Linked DNA regions of Macaca mulatta: region 2 is linked to region 1. A link is a contact called in public Hi-C data. All regions are on one chromosome and are shown on one strand. The core of a region is the stretch at or near the end of the contact, and the rest is flanking DNA. Distances in the headings are between cores, read along the strand shown.

Region 1 (6,139 bases), core at 1,979-4,478:
TTAAGTTGAATAAAAAGTATTAAAATCAATTTCATCTGTTTTTAAATGAGGCTTCTAGAAAAAAACTAAATTATATGTCTTGCATTTGTGGCTCACATTATAATTCTATTCAGCACTGACCTAAAGTATCAACAAGTCATCCACTGCCTCCTTTTTCCAATCTACTTTGGCCTCTGCTGCTTCTCAATATAACATGTCTGTGTCAAAGACTTGTGTTAGCTACTCCTTCTCCTTGAAAAATATTATTTCAGATATCTTCAGGATTAGTTTCCTCACTTTTTCCTGTTCTCTGCTAAAATTATCAGACAGAACTTTCCTGACCTATCAGTTTTAAGTGGCCTCACCCAACACATAATACACTCACTATCCTTCTCTATTTTTTAAATAAACACTTACACCAACATATTACATGTATTTATTTCTTTATATGTAAAAATACTTCATATACACACTTGCGTTTGTGTGTGTGTGTGTGTACCCATGAAGTCAGGACTTTGTTTTGTTTACTTCTGCTTCTCAGTAATAGTGTCTGCCTTACAGTAGATACTAAGTAAGTATCTGTTAAATAAATGAAAATATGAAATGTAATAAAAATTAGATGATAGATACCATGAGAGAGAGGTTTTAGCATGAGGGAAGGGATTAGAAATGAGGAGAACATTTGCCAAGCATCTACAATGAACTAAACATTGTGCTAAGCACTTCATATAGTACATTAATAAAGCCTCACAGAAATGAATTTACAAATGAGAAATCCAAAACTTAGAGAATTTTCATAACTTGCCCAAGGTCACTTGCCTCATATGTAACATCACTTCACTGACTTTCATTTTATTTGAATATTTTCTAGTGCCTTCCCTGATTCCCAGACTAAATTAGATGCTCTTATAAATATTCTCAGAGTACTCTGTATTTCTGTTCATATCATTTATCACCATTGTAATTCATTTCATAGTGTGATGTTTAATGTCTGTCTTCTTCAATGCACTATAAGTTTCATGATGGGAAGTACTGAATAGTTTGTTGACATCTCCATGTCCAGAGCCTTCCACCTTGTCTAATGTTTAATCTCTAATATACACTTGTTGAATAAGTGAATGAAATTAACTTTCTCCCCAAATATTCCGAACAGTTGATGAATGGGTTAGTTATGCCCAATGAGAATTAATGATTTTGTAGATCAACTACATGAATGACATCCATTACCATAAACTCCAGTTGAATACTGCAGGGGAGAGGGTACTGGTGTGTGGGTGGACTTATTTGTCCTTCACTGTTGACCATATGCAATAGGAAATCCTCTGGAAATGTGCTGTCCTACATGGTAACCCCTAGCCACATGGGGCTATTTAAATAAAAAGTAATTAAAATTAAATAAAATGAAAACTCATTTTGTCAATCACACTAGTCACCTTTCAATGCTCCATAATTTTATGTGGCTACTGTCTTATCAGAACAAATAAAAAAAATTTCCATGATAGTGAAAGTTCTATTGAATAGTACTATTCTAGAAATTTTAAAACGGCTTTGGGAAGATATATTTTCAAATCAGAAGGGGTCTGTTTGACTAGCTTTGTATTCTAACTAAACTTCAACTTTGAGAGAGTCTAATAATCTGTATTCCCAAGTGTCTCTGGGCAAAACCTAGATGTGGAAAAGGAGCTTCATTGTCCAGCAGATGAAACATTCAGTCAGACGTGCTCATGCACAGCCAGTGACCGGTGTGGAAAGAACCATTCCTCCAAGGACTCCAGGCAGGCCTAGTGTTCCAGGGACGCTGCCAGCACCTCGCTGGATCGAGCCATTATGTCTAATGCCATTCAATACCATCCCCTTGCGTTTGATGTCTAAAACAGAAGACTGAAATTTGAAGAGAAGGGCGGGCTTGGAATGCCAAAAGCACCCCAGACTATAGCTTTATGCACAACCTTTAGAGAGAAATTTGTTAATGCTCCCTTCTTCAAAATGTCATATACCTTCAGGTAATTTCTTCCTAACGTAACTAAGTCACAATGATTTTGGCCAATACAGCTTAACTTTTTTTGAGATTCTGTTGCTGGAGAACTTTCCTCCCTCATTGGAGAGGTAAAATTTTCCTGTCTTTGCCTTAGAAAATAAAACGGTTCATAGGCAAGAATAAAAATCGTATCTTCCATTTTATTTTTTGATTAAGTTCACTTATTTTGTGGGGGTAAGACTTTCTTCCCTTTGGATCTTCAGGGTATTGGCCCTGTGAATGTATGCCCCTTTCTCCACTATTTGACAGTCTCACTGAGCCAATCTTCTACCAAGACTGAAAATAGACCATGGTTCTCATTTCTAGAACAGCTATCATCAGGAGAGCCGAGGGGGAGACCATTAGGCAGCCTCAGGTTTTCCAAGTCAACAGGTGGACATGGGATTTTTACGTTCTTTGGGGATTGAACCCCCAGTCACCATCATCTCCCTCAGCCTTTCAGGGTAAGTATTTCCAATCCCTCAGAGATTTTCTTAGGAGAGACTCCAAACGACAATGGTACTTCTGTGATGGACTGAGGAGAGCTGGTGGAGGATGCAGGTAGGAGGGAAGTTAGGCTGGGAGGAGAGGTGCTGGGATGGGACGTTGGGTTTCCTGACAAATGACCGAGTAGAGAGAGAAGGCGCGGAGGGGCAGCGGTAAGAACAACGTGGAAAGGACGGAAAAACGCGAAGAGTGGCGCCCTGGCAGACCCGGGGCGGGGCAGAGTGGGAAGGGTCACGCCAGGACGTACCCGGCTGTGGGCCGGGGGAGGAGAGCCCGGAGGGACAGCAACGAACTTAGTGGGGGCTCCCGGACCCGAGCTCCGCCGATGAGGTCAGCGGAGCCTAGGCGCCGGGAGGAGGCCAGTAGAGCCCCCAGACACGAGTGTCGGGAGGCCAGCGGAGGGGCGGGATGGGACGGGAAATGGGACGAAGAGCAAGAGCTGGGGGAGGAGGGAAGAGGGGGCGTCGGCGCTGCAAGCCGGAGGCGGCCCGACAGGGATCGTTTCCTTCCGGAGAGGAGGCCGGCTCTGGACTGAGGCGCGGACGGGGGCCGTCCAAGGGCGGGTGACGGGGAAATACCGCGGCCCGCGCTTCCCTCCGGCTGGCAGCGGTGCCGCCTGCGGCTCCCCCTCCGGGCCAGCTCGGAGCCCGGCGGCGGGGGGAGCGGGAGGCGGGAGCGAGGGCGGGGGCTCGGGAAGAAGAGAGGAGGGAGGGCCCAGGCGCGCCAGTGACAGGGTGGCAGCCTAGGAGCGGACGCGTTGCCGCCGCCGCTGCTCCTCCTCCTCCTGCAGCTCCTCTCGCTGCCGCCGCCGCCGCCACCGTCGCCGCCGGGAGAAGTTTCACTCCCGACCCTCGCTCGGAGCCCCGGCCCAGAGCCGAGCGAGAGCCTGGCAGGCAGCTGCAGCCCGCGGCAATCGAGGCGTCCGCGGCGCTCCGACCTCCAGCCGGTGTCGGCGCCTAGGCGGCGGGCTGCGGCCGGGGCTGGGGGCGCAAAGGCGGAGGAGGGGCGGGTGTGAGCCGGGGAACCCGCGTGCCCCGCCGCAGCAGCCCAGCGAGCGTCCGCGCCCGGGGCAGCCGCGATGGCTGTGCGCTCCCGCCGCCCGTGGATGAGCGTGGCATTAGGGCTGGTACTGGGCTTCACCGCCGCGTCCTGGCTCATCGCCCCCAGGGTGGCGGAGCTGAGCGAGAGGAAGAGACGCGGCTCCAGCCTCTGCTCCTACTACGGTCGCTCCGCGGCTGGCCCCGGCGCCGGCGCTCAGCAGCCGCTCCTCCAGCTCCAGTCCCGGCCACGGCAGGAGCAGTCACCGCCCCCCGCGCGCCAGGAGCTCCAGGGGCCACCGCTGCCCGAGGCAGCCCCCGGAATCACCAGTTTTCGAAGTAGCCCCTGGCAGCAGCCACCTCTGCTGCAGCAGCGGCGGCGAGGACGCGAGCCTGAGGGTGCGACAGGGCTTCCCGGTGCTCCAGCGGCCGAGGGGCAACCCGAGGAGGAGGACAGGGGCGCGGCTGGGCAGCGGAGAGGCGGCCGGCCAGGGAGTAGCCACAACGGCAGCGGGGACGGGGGTGCTGCCGCCCCGAGCGCCCGACCCCGGGACTTCCTATACGTGGGGGTGATGACCGCGCAGAAGTACCTGGGCAGCCGCGCGCTGGCCGCGCAGCGGACCTGGGCGCGTTTCATCCCCGGCCGCGTGGAGTTCTTTTCCAGCCAGCAGCCCCCCAACGCCGGCCAGCCCCCGCCACCCCTGCCTGTCATCGCGCTGCCGGGTGTGGACGACTCCTATCCTCCCCAGAAAAAGTCCTTCATGATGATCAAGTACATGCACGACCACTACCTGGACAAGTATGAGTGGTTCATGCGCGCCGACGACGATGTCTACATCAAAGGTGACCTCCCTGCGCCGGCTTTCCAGCCTGTCCGCCTCCCCAACTCCTTTCTCTGTAACCGGCCCTAGCCCCTGCCCAGCCCCTCCGCTGCTTCTCTGCCAGCACGTGCTCCCGGCTCCCACAGGCCCTGGCCCGCCCTCCCCACCCCTTGCATCCGCCCATAATTCGTAGCCAGTTCCTCCTCTTCTGCAATCTGGACCCTTCTCACACCTGCCTGGCTTTATTCGCCTTCCTCACTTGCTGTTTTCGGTGCCGCCTCGCTCTTGTCCCTCAGTCTTTACCGTGTGGGAGAGGTTAGAAAAGGGACCGTAGAGCTAAACCAAAGGCCATTCCCACTCTGCCCTCCTCTGAAAGCCCCTGCTGATGGTAGTTTCCCCAATCGGTCCAGAGGGGCGTGGTCTTTGGTGCAGGAAGGGAAGACGGAGGATGCTGGCTACAACCAGTTTGGAGATCCAGTGTTCTTGCTTTGAATCTTGCTCTTTTGTTTAAACTGGATCTAGCGCACTTTTGGAACTGCTCAGATTGAGGAATCATCTTCGCTGTCCGGGACCCTTTCCTACGTGTTCCCTTCCCTTTGGCTCAACTCTCCACACACTGGGAGTCCCTGGCCATCCCCACCGCCCTAGCACGCTGCTCTTTTCAGCCACTACAGTGCAGCACCAAGCCGTCTCCCATCCCCCGCCACACCTCAATAAAACCCTGAGAGGATGGGCATATTGTAAGGAATTAGTGGTGGGGAAGAAGAGGAAAGCACCCACTGATAAGCCAGACCCCGGGAACAGCAGACTGTACTAGCACACACTAGTACTGGTTCCTTTCCAGTGCATTTTGGTGGCCGCGGTGATAAGCAGAGGCTGGAAGTTCTTCCCAGAACCACAGGCAGCCACAGCAAGAAAAAACTTTTTTGTCAGTTTAAAAGAGGCGCGGTCTTCTTCCCGGAATGTGGGCGGCTCTGGACAGAGAATTTCTAAACTCAGCGGATCAAAGTTCTTTAGGTCAGGGAAGTGAATCTTTCCAGTCCAGCCAGTTGCAGAGATGGGGAGGAACGCAAGGGAAGCAGCAGGGTTGTACTGAATGAGGTTTCTCTGAGCTTTCCACATTTCCTAGCTTCTTGGTCAAAGGGGGGCAGCCCTTCCTTATTTTATGCCTTGACTCTATCCGAATCAGGAGAAAGCCTTGCTGCTTTCTCCTGATTCAGATAGTACTTTTCACACAATGCAAGAAAAACAAACAAAAAGCCAAACAATAAACCCTAACTGTCACATTTTGGCACAAGGAATTAGTGTAATCATAATAACTAGAGATCTCTTGGGTTTGGATTGGAAGGAGGGAAGTCACTCTAGAGCTGATTGGAATAAAAAGTACTGATAATTGGATACAAAAATAAAGAATGGTCCCATGACATTTTTAACAGTGATATTTAGGATTGACTCAAAGAAAAAAGCGTCCTCTACTTTAAGTTCCTTGTCTTGGATGTGTCAAAATTTCAAAGGTTTCCTAGCAGAAGTTTGCCACACTTTGCAGAGAATTTATAAAATGCATCAACAGCACCTACTTCTTTCATTTGTTTTAATGCTTTGAAAGATTGTCCTTCAGAACATTAAAATGACATATTATTTCAATTTCTATTAAGAATGAAATGTATTTTGTATTAAGAACCCAATAATAGCTGAAACTCATTGAGATACAAGGGGCAAGGCATGGGATCAAGATAATGACTGCAGATGCTGTGCTCATCAAAAATGGCAGTAAAGAT
Region 2 (6,139 bases), core at 1,607-4,106, 1.3 Mb after region 1:
ACAAAATGATGCAGCAACTTTGGAAAACAGCTGGGCAATTGAAATCTTAATGGTTTTTCTAGTTTTTCCTTAATAATGACCTTAGGAAGATGAAAATGTGACAGCACTTTAAGGACAAAATTAATCTCCCAATTTAAAAAGCAAGAAAATAAATCATGTTAGAAATTTACTTACACTTTCATCATCATCTTCTGCTGCAGAAATCTGGGATATATGTTTCTTGGGTATCACCAGAAAATGTGTTGGTGCTTGAGGGGAAATGTCGTGGAAAGCAAGGCACTAGGGAAAAGGGAAAGAAATAAATAAATCAAACTTTTAGTATATTGGTAGGATAAAACTTATTTCAACAAATATTTACTGAACAGTAACTACATGGGGAGCACTAGATGCTAAGAAAACAGAAGTGTACACATTACGAATGGTGCCGTGATCCTTTCCATGGAAGTTTTTTTGTTTTTTTGTTTTTGAGATGTAGTCTCACTGTCACCCAGGCTGGAGTGCAATGGCAAGATCTCAGCTTACTGCAACCTCCGCCTCCTGGGTTCAGGCGATTCTCTTGCCTCAGCCTCCCAAGTAGCTGGGATTACAGGCATGTGCCATCATGCCCAGTTACTTTTTGTGGTTTTGTACAGACAGGGTTTCACCATGTTATCCAGGCTGGTCTCAAACTCCTGACCTCAGGTGATCCATCCGCCTTGGCCTCCCAAACTGCACCCAGACTCCATGGAAGTCTTATGGGAAGACCAACTTTAAATACAGGTATAATCACCAAAGGTCATACATGTTAAAAAGTAAAGGATAATATGAATGATTATTACAGGAAAAGCCTGATTTAGATTGTTTAGGGACAACAACTCTGCAGTGACATTTAAACTGGGAGCCAATGAATGCATAGAAATTGGCCATGCTAATCCTTGTCTGCCTCTCCAGATCTCCTGCAACTCTTCACGTGGAACTGTCCTTCTGAGCTGTCCGCCCTCAAAGCTTTTTCAGTGATCCTCTCCCCCTCCAAACCCCAACTTCTAACTTAAACTGCTAGTCATCCCGCCATTCCATTCCCAGCACATATATGATTTCTGGAAGAAAAAAGAAAAAAAACAGAAAAAAACCTCTGATTCCCCTCCCCGTCCCATTACTCCCAGGTCAGAGTCCTAGTTGTGCAATTTCCTGTGTGTGTGTGTGTGTGTGTTTTTTCTTTATGATAGCAATCAGTTTTTTAACTACGTATTTGTCTGCTATTTGATTAATATCTATTCTCACTCTACTCAACTATTTAAGAAATATACCTATCCTTTTGTGTAAAACTGAAGAGTACATATATGATACATACTCTTCGGCATTTAGACTATTTAACACAGTGTCTGTAAATAGACGCACGACATTAATATCTTTTTTTGTATCTCTTGCTCACTGCTGAAGTGAAAACTGTTTTAATAAAACCCATCCACACTTATTTGTCTCAGGAGTAATTCTACTGGGTACTCCCTACAAAATGCTGATTCATTTAGACTGCTTCCTGCTGTTATACAGTTGGACTTCGGTGGTTCAAATGTAAATTTTTCAACAACCATTTCTCAAAGGCAACTGCAAACTTTAAAAAGAAATATTTTTTCTAAAACCAAAGAATTACCCCTGAGTAGAGACAAAGTTTTTTTTAAAAATTCGCCTGGAAGAACCTAATTAAATCTTTGATAACGTTTTGAATCTAACTAAACGACACTAGTAGAATAAATGTTTTTCTTATATTTCATATTTCCTAAATTTAACAAAACTGTTTACAAAATTGTTCTATCTAAATCATCCAATCTGCCCAGCTTTATCTGAGATCCAATCCCAAAAATACAACTGTCCACTAAATAATTTACACAATATATCTCAAAGTCACATGGGATTTCACCTACAAGAAGTCAACAAAAACTACAGTCTCAGTCTCTTGGCTTAAAATTACTTCCTGTTGAATATAAAAGGAATCATTCAGCTGTTTGTAGGCCCGACACGTTCAGCGGGAGAGGTCAACCGAAAGCAAATCCCAGACGCGGGCCCACTTCTTCTCTCAGGAGATCGCCTCGCCAGCCCAGGGTACGGCTTGGGGTGGAGACAGGGATGGGGTAGCGGTGAGGTGGCAAACCGCACACCGCGGAGGAGGCCGGCAGGCCCAGCCGGTCCGCGCACCTCCCCGCGCCCCGAGGCCCTGGAGCACAATGCCATGCCGAGCAGCGCCCAGGAACGGCCGGCCCTGGCAGGCCGGCTGTGCGCGGGAGATCGCGGAGATTGGGCATGAGTCAGGGCGCGATCGGGTTTCTCTCTGTCAGGCAGAGCGCTGGCGAGATTTCGAGATTCCTGATACAGGCGAGGTCGGAGGCAGCCGGGGAGCCGGCGGGCTTCCACGCGGGGGCCTCAGTGCGCTCCGACACGCGCCCAGGCCCCGCGGTGCCGCACCCAGGACGCCCGGCGGCCTGGCCCGCGCCCGGGGCAGATAACGAGTAACCGGAGCGCCGGCACGCGCCGGCAGGCCGCCTCGGAGTGCCCGGGCCCTGTCCCCTGGCTGGGGGCCCACTGGGCCAGGGCGGCCAGGTCCCCTGCCATCGCCGCTGCACTCGCGACCCCTCCTGTCCCTCCGCGAGAAACCCGAGGATCCGGGGACGATACCCCACCTCAGCAGGCGAGCGAGGTGGTTCACGGTACCTACCTGGTCATCCTCAAAAATGATTTTGGCTGGTATTTCCTTGCGGATGATCTTCCCGAAGATCGTGTCGCCACCAGGCCGAGCGACCTGAGCCTTGGCAATCTCATCTGCCATCTCGGCCTCTCTCCCGCGCGGCGGCCAGGGTAGAGGCTCGAAAGGAGGGAGGAACCCGCGGAGCGTGCGGCGCGAGAGGGCGCAGCCAAGCCTGCGCCGGTGCCTGCGCCCCAGTGAATCCTGCGCGTGCGCACTGGCGACCGGGGCTGCGAGAGCGGCCAGCATGCCGGAGCTCCGCAGGAACTGCGGCAGGGACGGGCAGGGGGAAGTTCCTGGTCTTGAGCTCCAAGGAGATTGCTAAGTCGTTTTTCTAGCCTCCTTTCTTGTCTCCTGGGGAATGGAGTTACTGGTATAAACCCTTCGTCTGCCTATGGACGCTTGTAGGGAAAGTTGGATACTGTAACTGACAAGATTTGACAATTCAAGTGGTGCTGGCTGCAATTTAGCACTTAGATTATTTAAGGTCTTGCTGCTGCAGCAGATTTTAAGTCCTCTCTTCAGATTTTTTTCTCTCTCTACCAGTGGTTCTCAATCTTGACTACACATTAAGATCACTTGGGGAGCTTCTGAAAATCCCCGTGAACCTGGCTGCACCCCAGATCCATTAAATAAGAATCTTTGGAGATGAGCTCCAGGCATCAGTAGTTTGTAAACCTCCCTAGACTGCTCTTCAAGGAATTTTTCCCGGCAGCAATCAACATAATGTATTAATAAAATGACCCACCTTAAAAAAACAAAACCTTCCTTAATTACCACATCCCCCTCATATCTTTGCTCCTTTTAAAAAAGTTTTCTACATACCGTGTCTGCTTTCTTTCATTTTTGTGTCCATTTCCCTCTTGTCAAGGTCACTAAGGACATCCATTTATAAAATACTATAGACAACTCCAGTTATCATACTAGACCTCTAAGTGTACGTATTAAGAAAAAGTATACCTCCTCAGTACCTTTTTTTTTTTTTAAGATAGATTCTTGCTGTGTCGCCCAGGCTCGACTGCAGTGGCACAATCTCGTTTCATTGCAACTGCTGCCTCCCGGGTTCAAGTGATTCTCATGCCTCAGCCTCCCAAAGTCGCTGGGACTACAGGCACGCACCACCACACCCGGCTAATTTTTGTATTTTTAGTAGAGACAGGGTTTCCTCATGCTGGCCAGGCTGTTCTCAAACTTCTGACCTCAGGTGATCCACCCGCCTCAGCCTCCCAAAGTGCTGGGATTACAGGTGTGAGCACAACTGCCTTTTATGATTACACGACTACTCTGTCTTGGCAAAATTATTGAATGTGGTTCCCTTTAATCTCAAATGTGTTCATTTGGTACTTTTGCTATCAAAGACATTACTGGGACAATTGGTAAAATCTAAATAATGCCTATAAGTTAGATAATAGTTTTGAAGTGATGTTAATTTCCTTTCATAACCACAGAAAAATTGTCAAAATCAGTTGGTCTGGGGTGGGGCCCTACGAGTTAGGTTTCTAACTTTCCAGGTGATAACAGTTGCTGCTAGCCTGGGAACCATACTTTAAGAACTACTGATAGAAGGGAATGTCTTTGTAGGAAAACCCCACTGAAGTATGTAAGGCTATGGGTGTCATGTCTGCAACTTACTTTCAAATAGTTCAGAGAAAAAGTGTCTGTCTATAGGTAAGTAGAGAAATAGAAAAGGATAAAGCAGTTACAATAAAATGTTAACATTTGGAGAATCTGATTGAAAGGCATATGCAAATTCTGTGTATTATTCTTGCAACTTTTTTGTGTCTGAAATTGTCAAAATAAAAAGTTAAAATGTGTGCTGGTTTGGATAATAAAAATATGGTCAGCTTTCATTCCATCTGAAGGCCTTACCATCTGTAGAGTACTGACTCTGAAGTATTTGTCTCTTGACCTACCCCTTCCCTTAATTCCAGACTGGTCTGTGACATACATTACAGCTTATTGACCACCTCCACTTAGATGGCTACCAGGCACTGCGATTTTATTTTGACTGCCTCCACAACAAACAAACCAAAACCTCCTTTTGCAGGATTCTATATCTGCAGTTGGGTGAGCAATTCATCCAATTACTCCAGCCAAAAGCGTTGAAATCATCCTTAAATCTTCTCTCTGTACTTTCAACACACATCACTTAGAATCTAATCACTTACCTCCTCTGCTTCCACTACTCTAATCCAAGCTGCTAACATCTCTTTCCTGGAGTACTTTGAAAGGCTCCTGGTTGGATAACCTCTCTGCTTCCATCGTAGTTAATTTGCCACACAGCACCCAAAATGATCTTTATAAAATATAAATCATAGTAGCACTCTCCTGCTGGTAATATGCTAGTGTATACCATCACAGAATAAAATCCAACATCCTTACCTTGGCTTATAGGGTTCTGTGTGATCAGGCCCATTGCTGCTGCTTCTACCTCATTTCTTTCCATTTCAACCTTATTGACTGGCATCACACAAACTCAGTGTGCTAGGCAGAAGATGCCCATGTCCTAATCCCTGGAGCCTGTGAATGTTACTTTACATGGTAAGTGGGATTTTGTAGATGTGATTAAGTTAAGGATCTTGGAATAGGGAGGTTCCTGCATTATCTAGGTGAACCCAAAGTCATCACAACGGCCCTTGTAAGTGAGAGACACAGAAGAGTGAGAGTAAGAGAAGATGTGACCACAGAGGCACAGGTGAGAATCTGAGATTTGAAAATGCTCGGCCGGGTGTGGTGGCTTACGACTGTAATCCCGGCACTTGGGGAGGCTGAGGTGGGCGATCATGAGGTAAGGCGTTTGAGACCAGCCTGGCCAACATGGTGAAACCCTGTCTCTACTAAAAGTACCAAAAATGGCTGGGCGTGGTGGCAGCTGCCTGTAATCCCAGCTACTAGGGAGGCTGAGGCAGGAGAATCGTTTGAACCCGGGAGGCGGAGGTTGCAGTGACCCGAGATAGCGCCATTGCAGCCTGGTCAACAGGGCAAGACTCTGTTTCAAAAAAAAAAAAAAAAAAAAAAAAAAAAAAACAAGCTCCATTATTGGCTTTGAAAATGGAAAGAGTTGGGCCGGGCATGATGGCTCACGCCTGTAATCCCCGCACTTTGGGAGGCCAAGGCGGGCGGATCACGAGGTCAGGAGATTGAGACCATCCTGGCTAACACGGTGAAACCCCACCTTTACTAAAAATACAAAAAATTCGCCGGGCGTGGTGGCGTGCGCCTATGGTCCCAGGTACTCGGGGAAGCTGAGGCAGGAAAATGGCGTGAATCCGGGAGGCGGATCTTGCAGTGAGCCGAGATCGCGCCACTACACTCCAGCCTGGGCAACAGTAGGAGATGCCTTCTCAAAAAGAAAAAAAAAAAAACAAGAAAAAAGGAAAAAGAAAAGAAAAAGAAAATGGAAGGAGCCAAAAAACAGGTAGC

The links. A called contact is a pair of places that touch in the nucleus more often than the background predicts.
Region 2: a Hi-C map of fetal cortex germinal zone shows a contact between it and region 1, with 2.8 times the contacts expected there. The contact joins the promoter of HINT1 here to the promoter of CHSY3 in region 1. A contact is called at or near these places in 2 of 14 Hi-C or Micro-C datasets (fetal cortex germinal zone and fetal cortical plate).

What each region holds. Positions count from the first base shown.
Region 1 is chr6:138,822,222-138,828,360 of T2T-MMU8v2.0, forward strand. CHSY3 (chondroitin sulfate synthase 3) reads left to right here and starts at 3,229. Exons shown (of 3, transcript XM_001099447.5): 1 at 3,229-4,383. The coding sequence starts at 3,582.
Region 2 is chr6:140,089,145-140,095,283 of T2T-MMU8v2.0, forward strand. It overlaps HINT1 (histidine triad nucleotide binding protein 1), which reads right to left and starts at 2,857. Exons shown (of 3, transcript NM_001258104.1): 1 at 2,690-2,857; 2 at 175-279. The coding sequence starts at 2,800.